Linked DNA regions of Drosophila melanogaster: region 2 is linked to region 1. The links are chromatin contacts, called in public Hi-C maps. All regions are on one chromosome and are shown on one strand. Each heading gives the region's core, a stretch centred on a gene start, on an enhancer-like site or on the middle of the called end of the contact. The rest is flanking DNA. Distances are from core to core; before and after follow the strand shown. Region 1 holds the start of CG3198. Region 2 holds the start of Coq7 (Coenzyme Q7).

Evidence for each region. Hi-C and Micro-C count contacts between places; a contact is called where the count stands out from the background.
Region 2: a contact with region 1 is called in a Hi-C map of the S2 cell line, with 3 times the contacts expected there. The contact joins the promoter of Coq7 here to the promoter of CG3198 in region 1. A contact is called at or near these places in 9 of 107 Hi-C or Micro-C datasets (the S2 cell line, embryo and wing imaginal disc).

The regions. Positions count from the first base shown.
Region 1 is chrX:6,671,630-6,679,014 of dm6, forward strand. CG3198 reads right to left here and starts at 2,344. Exons shown (of 4, transcript NM_132109.2): 1 at 2,008-2,344; 2 at 991-1,934; 3 at 633-706; 4 at 1-550. The coding sequence starts at 2,109. The coding sequence ends at 354. Mcm6 (Minichromosome maintenance 6) reads left to right here and starts at 2,758. Exons shown (of 1, transcript NM_078510.3): 1 at 2,758-5,547. The coding sequence starts at 2,877. The coding sequence ends at 5,330. It overlaps ND-ASHI (NADH dehydrogenase (ubiquinone) ASHI subunit), which reads right to left. Exons shown (of 4, transcript NM_132110.2): 1 at 6,911-7,385; 2 at 6,371-6,568; 3 at 6,023-6,252; 4 at 5,633-5,946. The coding sequence starts at 6,455. The coding sequence ends at 5,734. Fum1 (Fumarase 1) reads left to right here and starts at 6,795. Exons shown (of 5, transcript NM_132111.3): 1 at 6,795-6,987. The coding sequence starts at 6,901.
Region 2 is chrX:6,766,965-6,774,601 of dm6, forward strand. It overlaps Coq7 (Coenzyme Q7), which reads left to right and starts at 4,261. Exons shown (of 3, transcript NM_143710.3): 1 at 4,261-4,409; 2 at 5,263-5,759; 3 at 5,823-6,075. The coding sequence starts at 4,406. The coding sequence ends at 5,981. It overlaps sov (small ovary), which reads left to right. Exons shown (of 7, transcript NM_132120.2): 4 at 1-158; 5 at 220-1,374; 6 at 1,443-2,089; 7 at 2,164-3,748. The coding sequence ends at 3,333. It overlaps shf (shifted), which reads right to left. Exons shown (of 8, transcript NM_132121.3): 2 at 7,597-7,637; 3 at 7,219-7,476; 4 at 6,951-7,145; 5 at 6,097-6,285; 6 at 5,041-5,136; 7 at 4,773-4,970; 8 at 4,499-4,695. The coding sequence ends at 4,652.

The DNA.
Region 1 (7,385 bases), core at 1,094-3,593:
ACATATTATTATTATAATTTTTTTTTTTTTTTGGAAATTGTGTTAATGATTTTTTTTTTTCTATTGGGATACCTCGATGCTGCCGCCCGTGGCCACGGCAGCTGGTGCTTACGGATTGCGAATTGCTGATTTGCGAACCACATAAGACGAAGACTGAAGATCGCAGATGGTCGAGAGATTGGGTTCGTTTTGAACTTGATCATATTTAGTTGTTGTACACTTGCGGTATGGGGCTTTGGAAACTGGAAGTGCTCCGGACTTTCGGATTATTTACTTGTGTTCTTGGTTTGCTATTCACTTGGTTTCTATTGTGTTTATCTTTTCTTTTTCTTTTTCTTTTTTTTTTTTGGTCTCTAGTAGCGACTGCGACTCCGGCTGCGGCAATGTCGCTCGCGGCTGTCATGGCGGTAGTGATTATGGTTGTGATTATGATGGCTCCGGTTGCTCCGACTGCTTCCACCACCTCCTCCGCCGCCAACTCCTACACCGCCGCCACCACCGCCACTGCGCGAATACGAGTGATGGGAGCTGTGGTGCGATTTATGGTGATCTGGAATGGAAATACAGTAGTTCAGTAAACGTTCGAGTGCCGTGTGCAAGTGCAAAACGAATTTGGGGGGGTGAGAACTTACGGTGACGTCGATCCGAGGGCTGGCGATTCTGAACATAGTCGCGACTTCGCTCGCGGTACTCACTGCGTGGCTCGCTAAAGGATTAAACGAATGGAAGATGCTCACATTAGATATAAGATCATCATAGTTCGTTAACTAAAACATTGTCTATAGGATACCATGACATCGCATAGTTTTCTCGTTTCGTGCAGTAACCAAGTAATGAAATAAACTCGAAAGTAATTGAACAGCATTACTCATCGTCACATTGAGGGCATTCTGCCAATTATTTTTTTTTTGAGAACGAACTTATTTTTGTTTTGTGATCTTTTGCCAGGTGCGCATATAGGATAGGATACAGGGTTCGTCGAGACCTTACCGTCTGCTATCGTAGGAGTGGAAGCGCTGCACTCGACCCTCACGTCGACGTCGTTCCTCCTGCTCGCGCTCCTTCTGTCGCGCCTCGTTGATCTCGGCGACGGCGTTGCGCAGTTTGGAGTAGCCCAGATGCTGTTTACCCATCAAATGGTCCTCGATCCGCTGCTGTGCATCGCCGACTATCAGGAAAGCGCCACAGATTTCGCACACCTTCATTTGTTTCTCGGGCATGGCATCATGCGACCAGCCAGCCGCCTTGCTATCCGTCTTCTCTGACGTTTTGTCCTCGCTGGCTGCACCAGCTGCTTCACCGGCATCGTCAGTCGTTGTGACAGCTGCTTGTGCGGAACTTGGAGCTGCATCCGGCGCTTCATCTAGCGTGGTGGCGGCTGGAAGAGGAGTAGTTGGACTTTCTTCGCTGGGATTTGTGACCGGACTGCTGCGCGGGTGATGCTGCAGCTCGTCCTCCGCTGACTTGGTCAGGCTGATGCTGCTGATGGCCTTGTGATGGGCCTCGTATTGCTGTACCAACTGTTCCTTCTCCTCCTTGAGCTCCTCGCACACGGTCATTAGATCTTGGGCCTGGTCCACGTCACCCCGAATGCCGGCTTCCTCTGCCTCAGAGAGCAGCTTATTGATCCGGGCCGTCAGATTCGCAAGCTGCTCCTGGTGCCTGCTCAGTGGCGCCGGTACATTGGGCTGATCCCTTTGCATTAGCAGCAAACGCTGTTTTCCCTTCTGGATCTTTCGATCCACATCGTGCAGCATAACATTGCAAAAGCGCAGGAATTCATCCTCGTACTGACGCTTCCGCTGCGAGGGTCGAGCATCCTCGTAGAGATGTCGGGCTTCCTCGTCGTGGATGCGGGCACAGGGGCCCAGATCTGCGCGCGTATTTATGAATAGATCGTGCGGACAGAACTTAACGTTGTAGAACTGACAGAACTGCGGACAAAAAAAAAAACCCCCATTATTTTGGAGGTGGCTCTTTGGCGCGCCACATCCTGAGCGTACTCACCTCCGGATCCTCCCAATTGACCTTGGCGCCCGCCTCCGAGGGATGCAGGTTGCGATTCCTGCCCATCAGCTCGTCGAGCATCTGCCTGGCGGCGTCCACCATTTTCCGGGGCTCCTTCGCAATTTGTGGGGACAAAACTCCGAAGGGGGCGGTGGTCCCAGTGAATCAAATGAATCCAATGGTACCACACCGACTTCTATGGCCACAACGGTGCCGGCGAACAGGTGAACACACGTGCAACGCTGTGCTCCTGCTGTTTAGCCAAAAAATTAGCCAAAATAGAATCAATAAAATTATTTCACGAAATTCGCGTGGTATCGATTATTTCGGAATAAGCCTATCGGTGCACAGCGTTCCGCGACATGAGTGGGCGAACTATCGGTCTTAAAAACGTACTAAATTCTATAAGTTCATAAAATAAACAACTTAAGTTGAATGTTTTAATACTTTACTCGTATAAAATTATTCTTATAATTCATGTCATTCATCTCTTGGATTATTAAGTTATCCGATTAAGTTATTAAAACAACGTATCTCAATCAACTTTTGGACTATTTGATCTATTCAAAAAATTCGAAAACTACTTGTTGATTAGCAAGGGCAAGAAATTTAAGTAAGCTTTCAGCAATTAAAAAAATATATATTTTTATATATATTTGAACTAATAAATTAATGTGACCGTAAGACATGTTTACCTTTGCTCTTGAATAGCTGGCATCCCTGCGCACGAGCGTTGCCACCCCCAAGCAACTGTCAGAAAAAGGCGCCAAAACCGAGCAAAGCACGCAGCTGTAAACATTCGCAAGAAACGAAAGCAATCTCGGAATTTAGCGCGCAATTCACCAGTTTGAAGCAAGAAGTGACCCAAAATGGATGTGGCAGATGCTCAGGTTGGCCAGCTGCGCGTAAAAGACGAGGTGGGCATTCGGGCCCAGAAGTTGTTTCAGGATTTCCTCGAGGAATTCAAGGAGGATGGCGAGATCAAGTACACGCGCCCAGCCGCCAGCTTGGAATCCCCGGATCGCTGCACCCTGGAGGTCAGCTTCGAGGATGTGGAGAAATACGATCAGAATCTGGCCACCGCCATTATCGAGGAGTACTACCACATCTATCCGTTCCTTTGCCAATCCGTTTCGAACTACGTTAAGGACCGGATTGGACTGAAGACCCAGAAGGATTGCTATGTGGCCTTCACGGAGGTGCCGACGCGTCACAAGGTTCGCGATCTGACCACCTCCAAAATCGGCACCCTCATCCGCATCTCCGGCCAGGTGGTGCGCACCCATCCCGTACATCCGGAGCTTGTTTCCGGCGTCTTCATGTGCCTCGATTGCCAGACGGAAATTCGGAACGTAGAGCAGCAGTTCAAGTTCACCAATCCCACCATTTGCCGCAATCCCGTGTGCTCCAATCGCAAGCGTTTCATGCTGGATGTGGAGAAGAGTCTGTTCTTGGACTTTCAAAAGATTCGCATCCAGGAGACGCAAGCCGAGCTGCCGCGTGGCTGTATTCCCCGCGCGGTGGAGATTATCCTGCGCTCGGAGCTGGTGGAGACCGTTCAGGCTGGCGATCGCTATGATTTCACGGGCACTCTGATTGTGGTGCCCGATGTGAGTGTCCTGGCCGGAGTGGGCACACGGGCGGAGAACAGTTCACGCCACAAGCCCGGCGAGGGCATGGATGGCGTCACTGGCCTAAAGGCACTGGGCATGCGAGAGCTCAACTATCGGATGGCCTTCCTTGCCTGCAGTGTTCAGGCAACGACAGCACGTTTTGGCGGCACCGATCTGCCCATGTCGGAGGTGACAGCCGAGGATATGAAGAAGCAGATGACAGATGCCGAGTGGCACAAGATCTATGAGATGTCCAAGGATCGCAATCTCTACCAGAATCTAATTAGCAGCCTCTTTCCCTCGATCTACGGCAACGATGAGGTCAAGCGGGGCATTCTTCTGCAGCAATTCGGTGGCGTTGCGAAGACCACCACCGAAAAGACATCGCTTCGTGGCGACATCAATGTGTGCATCGTTGGCGATCCCAGCACGGCCAAGTCACAGTTCCTCAAGCAGGTATCCGACTTCTCGCCGCGTGCGATCTACACCTCGGGCAAGGCATCCTCGGCAGCGGGCTTAACCGCTGCGGTTGTGCGCGACGAGGAGTCCTTTGACTTTGTCATCGAGGCGGGCGCCCTCATGTTGGCCGACAATGGCATTTGCTGCATTGACGAGTTCGATAAGATGGATCAGCGCGATCAGGTGGCCATTCACGAGGCCATGGAACAGCAGACCATATCGATTGCACGCGCCGGCGTACGAGCCACACTCAATGCGCGCACTTCGATTCTGGCCGCCGCCAATCCCATTAATGGTCGCTACGATCGCTCCAAGAGTTTGCAACAAAATATTCAGCTATCGGCACCGATTATGTCGCGATTCGATCTGTTCTTCATTCTCGTGGACGAATGCAATGAGGTGGTGGACTATGCCATTGCTCGCAAGATCGTTGATCTGCACTCGAACATCGAGGAGTCCGTGGAGCGGGCATATACGCGCGAAGAGGTCCTTCGCTATGTGACATTTGCGCGGCAATTTAAGCCGGTTATTAGCCAGGAGGCCGGACACATGCTGGTCGAGAACTATGGCCATTTGAGGCAGCGCGATACGGGCACGTCGGGCAGGAGCACCTGGAGGATAACGGTGCGTCAGCTGGAGTCCATGATTCGACTGAGCGAGGCCATGGCCAAGCTGGAGTGCTCGAATCGCGTGCTGGAGCGACACGTCAAGGAGGCCTTCCGTTTGCTCAACAAGTCCATCATTCGCGTGGAGCAACCGGATATTCATTTAGATGACGACGAGGGTCTGGACATGGACGATGGCATTCAGCACGACATCGACATGGAGAACAATGGAGCAGCGGCCAATGTGGATGAGAACAATGGTATGGACACATCCGCCAGCGGCGCCGTGCAGAAGAAGAAGTTCACGCTTTCGTTCGAGGATTACAAGAATCTGTCCACCATGCTGGTGTTGCATATGCGCGCCGAGGAGGCGCGCTGCGAGGTGGAGGGCAACGATACGGGCATCAAGCGCAGCAATGTGGTCACCTGGTATCTGGAGCAGGTGGCGGACCAAATCGAATCCGAGGATGAGTTAATTTCTCGCAAAAATCTCATCGAGAAGCTTATCGATCGCCTCATCTATCACGATCAGGTCATTATTCCGCTCAAGACATCCACGCTGAAGCCGAGAATTCAGGTACAAAAGGATTTCGTGGAGGAGGACGATCCCCTGCTGGTGGTGCATCCCAACTACGTTGTGGAGTGATCCCAGCCGATCAACAGTTTATTACTATGCCCTAAATCTAGCTGGTTAAGTTTCTGTTTCCGCGTCTTGCTTTTTTTTGCTCACCCAAACAAACAATGTATTTAGGCAGTAAGTTTATAGTTTAGAGACATTATTGAAATCCATTAAGGATTTCTTGGTTCAGTTACGTTCCAAATCATTCATGTTTTCGCCGAAATAAACGTTCATCTCAAGATTCATTTCGTTTTTTGCTGCTCATTAAGAACGGAATGAAAAATGCAACCCAACATGCGCAGTCAAAATGATAGCAAATCCATGTTTTAGCTTGGTTTCCATTCATTTTAATTGTATAGATGCGTTGATTAATTGCCTATGAAATAAAAACGAGGCGCGCAGTGCGATCGAGAGCGTGATAGATACAATCCTACTTCTCGAAGGTGTAGTGCTTGACGCCAGGGCTGGGATATTGCTTGGCGGCCACGGGGCGGTACATCTTCTTGTCATCCAGCCAGTAGTAGAGTGCCAGGCAGCCGGACATCACGCCCAGGAAGCAGGCAAAGTAGTACGCATTGCTGTAGCGTGGCGGTTCGGCCTGCGACCAGCGATCCTCGCTGTACAGATCATGATCCGCCGAGATCTGCAATGGAAATGGATCAGGGTTTGACTCTTTTTTTATGCAGCAGCTGCTGCTAGCCGTTGATGTTGGCGCTTACGGGCTCGTGTTGGTTGCGCTTGTGCTCCGGATAGTCCCAGGGATAGTACGAGTCCTTGGCCTCCACACCCAGACCGTAGCCCAATTTGGGATAATCTCCGTAGCCCAGACCATCGTCCGCATACGGTTTGTACTCCTCCGGCAACAGATAGTACTTCTTGGCCGCCGCCAGGCGCTCCTTCTCCGTCTGTGGATACGGACCCGGCTTGTAGTCCTTATTCCAGCCAGCCACTAAAACGTAAATGGCGAGAAATTCGAATTTGTAGCCATTCGGTGCATGCAAAAGTTACGTAAACAAAACAGTGGGGCAGGTTGCACTGTTGCCAGCGCAGCCCCGATTCACACTTACTGCTGCGGATCGCCTGGCGAGCCACGACGGGATTGGCGGCGCACAGCTTTTGGGCCAAGCACACGGTTTTCACAAACGCCGACATTGCAGGCTTGTTTCCACTAAAAAAAAGTTCCTCTGAAGTTACGATTCCCGAAAAAACAGCTGTTCGCCTGCGGATGGCACACAAACGATAGGATACAGTGCCGCAACGGTCTGCTATCGATAGTTGTAGTTTCAAAAAAAACAAATAGAACTATCAACAGATTTTAAATTTGTTAGCTATGGAATAGGAATTTACAGTTAGTACTAAGGTAACTAGGTGTTTCTTAAAAATGTTTAGGATTTTTGTTTCTCAATTTTTATGAACTTAGGCAGCAATCGTTACAAAGTCGATAAGAACAATCGATGGTCCGATAGCTCTCACCCGCGCATCGAGGTGCTGTTGTTGTTTTTTGTTGTTGTTGGTGTTGTTGTGGTGGGCTCGTCCGTGAAAGATCACTTGCTTGCAAACTTATTTATTAATTACCGACTAAGGAATAAGCATAGAGATGGTGCTACCATTATTGCAACGCTCCACGCTTCGCGGCGTTCAACAAATGACGAAACCCTGGGCCGCCATTGGAAGTTTGCGTCTGGTAAGGATTCCAAGTGCTGTGCAAATTGGATATATATTTTGTAGCGAGATGGCAAAAATATTTTGCCTTATGTAATGCTAGATTCGCCCATGCAGCGGCTAATAACTCCAAAATATGTTATTTTTTTGATTGTAAACAAGGCGCGGCGAGCAGAAATGCCAATGAAAAGTGCACAAATGCCGGCGTTTCGTAATCATTACACAATGGAAAGCGGAGGCGAGCGACTTCCAGGCGCTGGAACGGACGTTCCAATTGGCACACCACTGCGACCACTTGTGGACGAAACTCCAATTGGCGCGCGACTCCAATTGGAAGCCGTCGCATTGATTTTTTCACTCAATTTTCGCAAACGTTTTTTATTTTCATTTCGCACTCAAAACTCAAATCACATGATTGAA
Region 2 (7,637 bases), core at 3,011-5,510, 97 kb after region 1:
ACGCTCCGAACTGGAGAGTTCAACTGGACCACCATCTGTTACCCAGAAAATCCGGGATATGCTCAGCCAGCGGGAAAATGGTCGTGTTCCACCACCAACTCCTCAAGTCACTCTGTCTGATGTGGTCCTGGGTCTTTTAGAATGCACCGGATACAGCGGTGAGTGAACTAGACTAATGCTAATATCTTTAAATTACTTAGGCTTTCATCTTTATTCCAGAGGATAAACTGTACGCCTGTCCCCAAAAGGGCTGCATCGTGCGGCTGACAGATGAGCAGCTTGTAAACCATTTGCGCTACCACATTCGTAGCACTCATCAGGGCAGCGAGTTGGTGAAATGCAAGTTTTGCACCAAGGCGATGCATCCGCCGGCACTTCGTACGCATCTGCAGCAGTACCACGCCCGGCACAGCATCTTCTGCGGCATTTGCTTAGCCACATCGGTCAACCAGCGCATAATGATGTATCACATGAGCACGGTGCACTCCAAGGCCTACGGCCGGCCTAACGCGCGGCTGGCGTTTGTGTCACTGCCCGTGAAGATCGACGCGAGTAAGAAGAACGTAGAAAGCGAGTTCTACGTGGCCGTCGTGGAACAGCCCTTTGGCAACCTCCAGATGCAGGATTTCCAGCGCAAGCTGTTCGATGAAATGGACCGTCGGCGTTCGGGAACAAAGACGTACTTCCGCAGCTCCGAGGTGCATATCCTGCCAACGCAGCCAACATTCCAGCGACCGCTATACTGTACGGAGTGCCCCTTCTCCACCACGTCAAGGGTTAACATGCAGATGCACCTCTATGAGCACAAGGATGAGACCATTCGGGAAGCCTCCAAATTGGCGGACTTGATAGTTCCAGCAACCTCTTCGGTATTAACTGTTTCGGCGAGTACGTTGGTGGCACCGCCGAGGCCAGGCAAAGATTCAGAAAAACCATCTACTTCCGGACAAAGTGGTGATGCAGCGACGGAGCAGCTGAATCCAGATGTTCCTGGAACCCACAAGCCCATCAAGCCACCGTTACGCTATGTGCCCCCGGACCAACGCTACCGCTGTGGCTTCCTCCGATGTAGCGTCCTTTGTTTTTCGGAATCTGCGGTGCGCAAACACATGCAGGCTAACCACAAATACTCGGAGGTGGTAAGGTGCCCGCACTGCAAGAACTGCCAGGGTCAGTTTGGAGTAGATAAGTACTTTGACCATCTTGCAATGCATAAGCGGCACATCTTCCAATGCGGCGCTTGCTCACGTCACAATAGCAGGCGTGTCATCGAGCGGCACATACAGGAACGTCACAATATTCAAGATGTGGACATGATCGTACACCGCCATAATGACAGCAACAAAACGACCGAAGCCCGCTGGCTGAAGGCGCGTAAGTGTTGAATTTAACTGACCTTCATTTGAAAAAGCCCACTCAAGTGTTATATCCCCACTCTTTAGCTAAATTGGCACGTCATTCGCTAATGGAGTACACGTGTAACCTGTGCCTCAAGTACTTTCCAACGACCGTGCAGATCATGGCCCATGCGGCGTCCGTTCACAAACGCAACTACCAGTACCACTGTCCGTACTGTGAATTTGGTGGAAACCTCGCCACCGCGCTCATTGAACACATCCTTCGCGAGCACCCGGAAAGGGAAGTGCAGCCTGTGCAAATCTACCAGCGCATCGTGTGTAAGAACAAGCAGACGCTAGGCTTCTACTGCACCACCTGTCACGAGGTGGCCAGCAGCTTCCAGAAGATCGCTATGCACTGCGACAAGGAGCATAAGTCGCGCAATCCGGTGCAATGTCCCCACTGCATTTTCGGGCATTTGGCCGAACGCCAGGTTGTCTTACACATACAAGAGAAGCATCCCCATGAACGCGGACTGGCAATGGTGCAGTTCGAACGCGTGCTTAATGACATCCCGAACAGCATAAGCTGGGAGATAGGTCGGCCCATCGAAGTGGAGCCTGAGAAGGAGATCCCGAACAATGGGGAGAGTGCATTCCTGCCGCTAAGCCAGAGACAGGTTGTAACGGAAGTGGTGGACCTGCTGGATTCAGACGACGAGGCGGACGAGTACGGTGAACAAGATGACGCGGTAAGTAAAGTGTGGCTGATGCAGGCCCAATTTTCAATTTTGTTTTCCTTATGCTCATTATTATTTTGCTACAGAAAATCGTGGAGTTCGCCTGCACACACTGCGACGGGACAAACACCAACTTGCCGGACCTACGCTCCCAGCACTGGGCCCGCGAACATCCCGACCAGCCCTTCTATTTCCGCGTTCAGCCGATGCTGCTCTGCTCCGAGTGCAAGAGATTTAGGGGCAATGCAAAGGCACTTCGCGAGCACCTGCGTGCGACACACTCTATCCGGAGCATAGTGGCTGCGGACATTCGTCGACCGATGGAGTGCGCTTACTGCGACTACCGCTATAAAAACAGGCACGATCTTGCGAAACACATCAGTGAGATAGGTCACCTGCCCAATGACCTGAAGCACGTAACAGATGATGAAATTGATGCCCTGATGCTGCTCAGTGCCAGTGGAAGTGGTGGGGCTGTTAACGAATACTACCAGTGCGGATTGTGCAGTGTGGTTATGCCAACGAAGGAGACAATTGTCCAGCACGGCCAAGTGGAACACTGCAAGCCCGACGAGCGTTTCTGCTTCCGGCAGCTAGTGTCGCCAGTGATATACCATTGTTCCTTCTGCATGTTCAACTCGACCGATGAGCTGACTACGCTGCGCCATATGGTGGACCACTACAGCCGCTTCCTGGTCTGCCATTTCTGCACACGCTCTCAGCCGGGTGGTTTCGATGAGTACATCCAGCACTGCTATACCTACCACCGGGACGATATCAAATCCTTCCGGGACGTGCACACGTTTAGCGATCTGAAGAGGTACCTTAGTCAGGTGCATTACCAATTCCAGAATGGGTTGATTATCACAAAAAGCAGTCTCCGTTATACACGTTACAAATCCGACAAATGTATGCTTGAGCTAGACGCTGAGCTAATGGCCAAGGCCCAGCGGCCACCCATTCCGCGTCTGCATATCAGACTCAAGTCGACCGGCGTTCAGATGCAGAGCCCCGAGGGGGCTGATGTGGAGAAACCTGTGTCGTTGTTGCGGATCACAAAGCGACGAAAAACGCTTAATCCTGGCGAATTGCTCCGCTCATTCCGCGAGGAGAATGAGGTACAGCCACAGCCACCGGCCTCTTCAACATCGTCGGGGACGGCTCCTTCTCCTGCGGCAGGTTCTGTGTTCAACCTGTTCAAGCGCCGCAACAGTCTCGTTGTCCGCCCAGCAACCAGCAACTTGGATCAACACTAACACCACAACATTATTATAATTTTTTTTTTTTTTTATTTCTTCTGGACCCCATTTATGCATATTTCGTACTAGTTTCAAACTATTTAAGCATTTTTTTTTTAAACATAATTATGAGATCATGTTTACTACATTTGTAAGATCAATAATGATAAGATAGGACTCTAACTGACAACGGCTTCAAATAATTAAACTATTGTTTTAACTGAATCAATTCATGTATTCTGGTATAACATGGCAAGGAATAAAGATGGACATGAACTAACTCTGATGCCAACGCCGTCTGAAAGCTCAAGGAAGCTGGGTTCGGAAAAATCGAAATTGAAATTTGACTGCTGGAATCGTTTAGAACTTTGATACGAAAAGCATTTTGGACAATTAGAACACGCATGATAAGTAAGAATCGATTTTGTTTAATAAAAACGACAGTGCGTCTATCCCAAGACCAGCAGTGTTGTACATACCGGCTTCCTGTTTATCAATCAGTTACTGCGACACTTGTAGAGCGAATCTCATGGTGTGGCGCTAGCATCACGCATTTGAATCCACCGCGCCACAATCTCCTAGCGGGTAGTTACCCGGGACGATTGTGGTAATTTTCATTGAGATACACATAGAATCCGCATTTAATGCTTTATGTTGCATCTCAGATCAATCACATATGTATATACATATATGTATGTAATTTGTGAGTTGCGGCACAGCTGATTGCGTTACTATCGGCTATCGTCGGATGATCGGTCAGGGCTGCAAATGTGTAAATAAATTCGTAGTGTTTTTGATCTAATCAAAACCATAAAGTTGAGATGTTCTATGGTGTTGCTGCTATCATTAAAATAATATGAAAATATAAAATAAATATATGAACAGTTTGAGTCAATGGTCAATGGCGTGACTCACGAACGTGGTGCGATACCGGTGGCAGGCACGTGAGGATGGCCCATCCCTGGATTGGATTGCGCAAAAATAAACAGAACGCAAATTGTTTTTGTGCTCGGCAATTCGGCGAATTGCACTTTACCTAATAATTTATTTATTCAACACAATACATCTCGTGGAAAGCTGCAAATTAGCAATGAGTAAGTAGACTGCACTCAGTGGCTCACAACTGACCCTCGAAATCTTCGCTAGATCACGACGCATTAACTCTTAGATTTTGTTTTTATTTAAAAATGTTATGTTAAATTACAAAAAAAATGTATCACAATTAGAATTATTTTCGTTTCTTCCTTTTGTCGCTGTTGCTGTTGTTCTTGTCGTGCTGGTTTAGTAGAAAAGTGAAAAGTTGATTGAATATTTTGGATCGTGTGCGCCGGTAGCCCTAGAACTTGGAGTCATCGTTTCGGTGGACATGTCGTCGCTTGCCTGAAAACGATGAGATTAGCAAATTTTTATAAGCCCATCCTGATCACCGGACATTCCAGGATCAACGCTGCACTTACGACCGTTGCAGTGGCGTCCATAGAATCCCGGATGGCACTTGCAGTGCTTGTGGGAGACGCAGGTGCCATTGCGACACTTGCAGATGGAGCGCTGCTTGCGCCCGATCTCGCAGTGATCGCCTCGTAGTCCGTTGGGGCAGCGGCACAGGTTGTTCCCGATGCACCGTCCCTCGTTCTTGCAGGGGATCACACACTTGGCTGTGAGGGAAATGGGTGGGCAAAGGTTCAGTGTTTCGCCTCGATAAGAGTTGAGCCGTTTGCTACTCACAGTACTCGCAACGCAGGCCGTAGTAACCCTTGGAGCACTGGCACTTGTCCTTCTGTATACACTTGCCGCCATTCAAGCACTTGTCCTTGCAAATACCTGTTGATTACAATGGGATACTATTAGTTGCGCGCCAGGCACATTTCATTCTTATATAATGCCCAGTTATCTTGCCCCAAGTGTACTTAATCATCGCGTATCGTATCACCCTCCTTTTCTACGCAGATGGAATGCTGAGAAGAGGTCTTAGCCGGCCCGAGCCACGCCTGCTCTCCAAGCGCTATCTAAGCTCAGCAACTGGAGGAGGATCAGCAGGCACGACCGAAGGAGGCAGCTCTGAAACCACCCCGCTGCGTCCACGTCCAAATGCGCTCACAGATGAGATTATACGCGTCGATCATGCCGGCGAATTGGGAGCAGATCGCATTTACGCCGGGCAAATGGCCATTCTGGGCAACGGACCGCTGGGCAAGACCATCGGACACATGTGGGAGCAGGAGAAAGAGCATCGTAAACAGTTCGAGCAGCTCATTCAACAGCACCGCGTGCGTCCAACGATCATGACGCCAATTTGGAACGTGGCCGGATTTGTGCTGGGCGCCGGAACCGCCCTCATGGGCGAAAAGGCAGCCATGGCCTGCACGGTGGCAGTGGAGACGGTGATCGTAGAACACTACAATGACCAGCTGCGTCAGATAATGGAGGCACCGAACCCGGATAAGGTAAGTACCATTTGCAACTGCCCCAAGCAACGGACGAAGTAACAACGTTATATGATTTTGCAGGAGCTGTTGGCCACCATCACCAAGTTCCGGGACGAGGAGCAGGAGCACCACGACACGGGCATTGATCACGGTGCCGAGCAAGCGCCCTTTTACCAGGCCATGACCGAGGTAATCAAGTTTGGCTGCAAGACGGCTATTGCCATCTCGAAGAAGATCTAGGCTGAAACAGTTGGGCCCCCTGTATATATCAAAATCAAATTATCTGTTCCGCTAAGCTAACCGTGTTAAGCATTAAAGATAGAGCTAAATGTCCATAATAGTCGCGTCTACTTACCACCTTCGCACTGCGTGCCCTGGTAGCCCTCCGGACAGGTGCAGACGGACGGCGCCGTGCAGTTACCGCCATTGAGACACTGCGGAAAACAGAAGGCCGTCTCGCAGTATTGGCCCGTGTAGCCCACGTTGCACTTGCAGATGTGGTGCTCGTTGCAGTACCCGTTCTTGCCGCACTTCAAGCTGCATTCTGGATCGGGAGCTTAAGTTTTTTTAGTTTAGTTCAATCGTTCGCATGTCACGAGGCATAAACACTCATTTTAACACTCATTTGGACTCACACTTAACGGAGCACATCGGAAGCACAAAGAGGGGCAGGTTCGAGTAGACAGTGGATACATAGATCATAGATAGATAGATACAAAAGCGGTTGGCGTGGGAGCAAAGGGTAGATCGTATCGAATTATATATTTTTTGCGGGCTATCAATCAATAATTTACTATCGAAAAATTTGGAACAAATTTGAAGAATTTTCGAATTCAAGAATGAATGCAATTAAATTTACAATTTCATATAACATATCTCATAAAGGCTATATAGTTCCTTGTGACTTGAATATGTGATAATGTCATTAGGTAGTTACTTTCGCCAGATTCTCTTTGATAGCCCGAGTAATTTAGTGCTGTGGAAAGAGTGAAGAGCTGGGTGCAGGGGACTCGTGAAAAGCGACTACGTGGGGTAATGGAATCGGATTGAATCGAATCGAATGGAATGGAATCGTGTGGGCGGGGATGGCATGCTGGGATGGCGCATGGATGGCTGATGGGCGGAGTGTGCACAACATGTATGTATAATGCTAATTTACAATTACTATCGACTAGATAAAAGCATTGCTTGATATTTCATATACACTACCTTGCAAAGTTGTTAGTGAAGTAGGGTTGGAAGCGTCTATATCATACACACCTCTGTGGGCGCATTCCTTTTTGAAGTTGAGGCGAATGGGTGTGCCCGAGAGCGGCTTGTTGTGGCGCGTCTGGATCTTGAGGCCGACGTTGAAGGACGCGGTGCCGGAGCTGTTGCCGGTGCAGGGCAGGAATATGCTAAAATCTGGCTTGGGATGAGGCTTGGTTGCCGCACTCTGACAATCTTCGCCGCTGCCGCAGCAGCCCGCTCTACTTACTTTTCTGCTCCTGCGGAATGCGTCCGCTCTTGCGAATGGACAGCGTTGGCGCCTTCAAGATACTTTCATCCATGGTCTGCAGGCGGTCAAAGTCGTAGAAGTATTTGCGGCGCCCCGACTTCCATGTGAAGTTAACGTAGTTGACCTCCGATGGGATTACCAGGAAGTTGTACAGCGTCGTGTCCCTCAGATCATTGGTCACCCGGCTGTTGTGAATGGCGTACAGGCGCTCCGAGTAGCCCTGTGGGAAGTAGAGCGCTGTGGAGGAGGAGAAATGGTTTAATGTCCAGGTACGTCCAGGTACAATTTACCAACTTTTTTTAAGGACATATGCATATTTTTTTGAAGACAAGCATATAGGCATTAGCGACCACCAACCTGTAAGCATTTTGAGCTGCTGCTCATTGATCCACAACGAG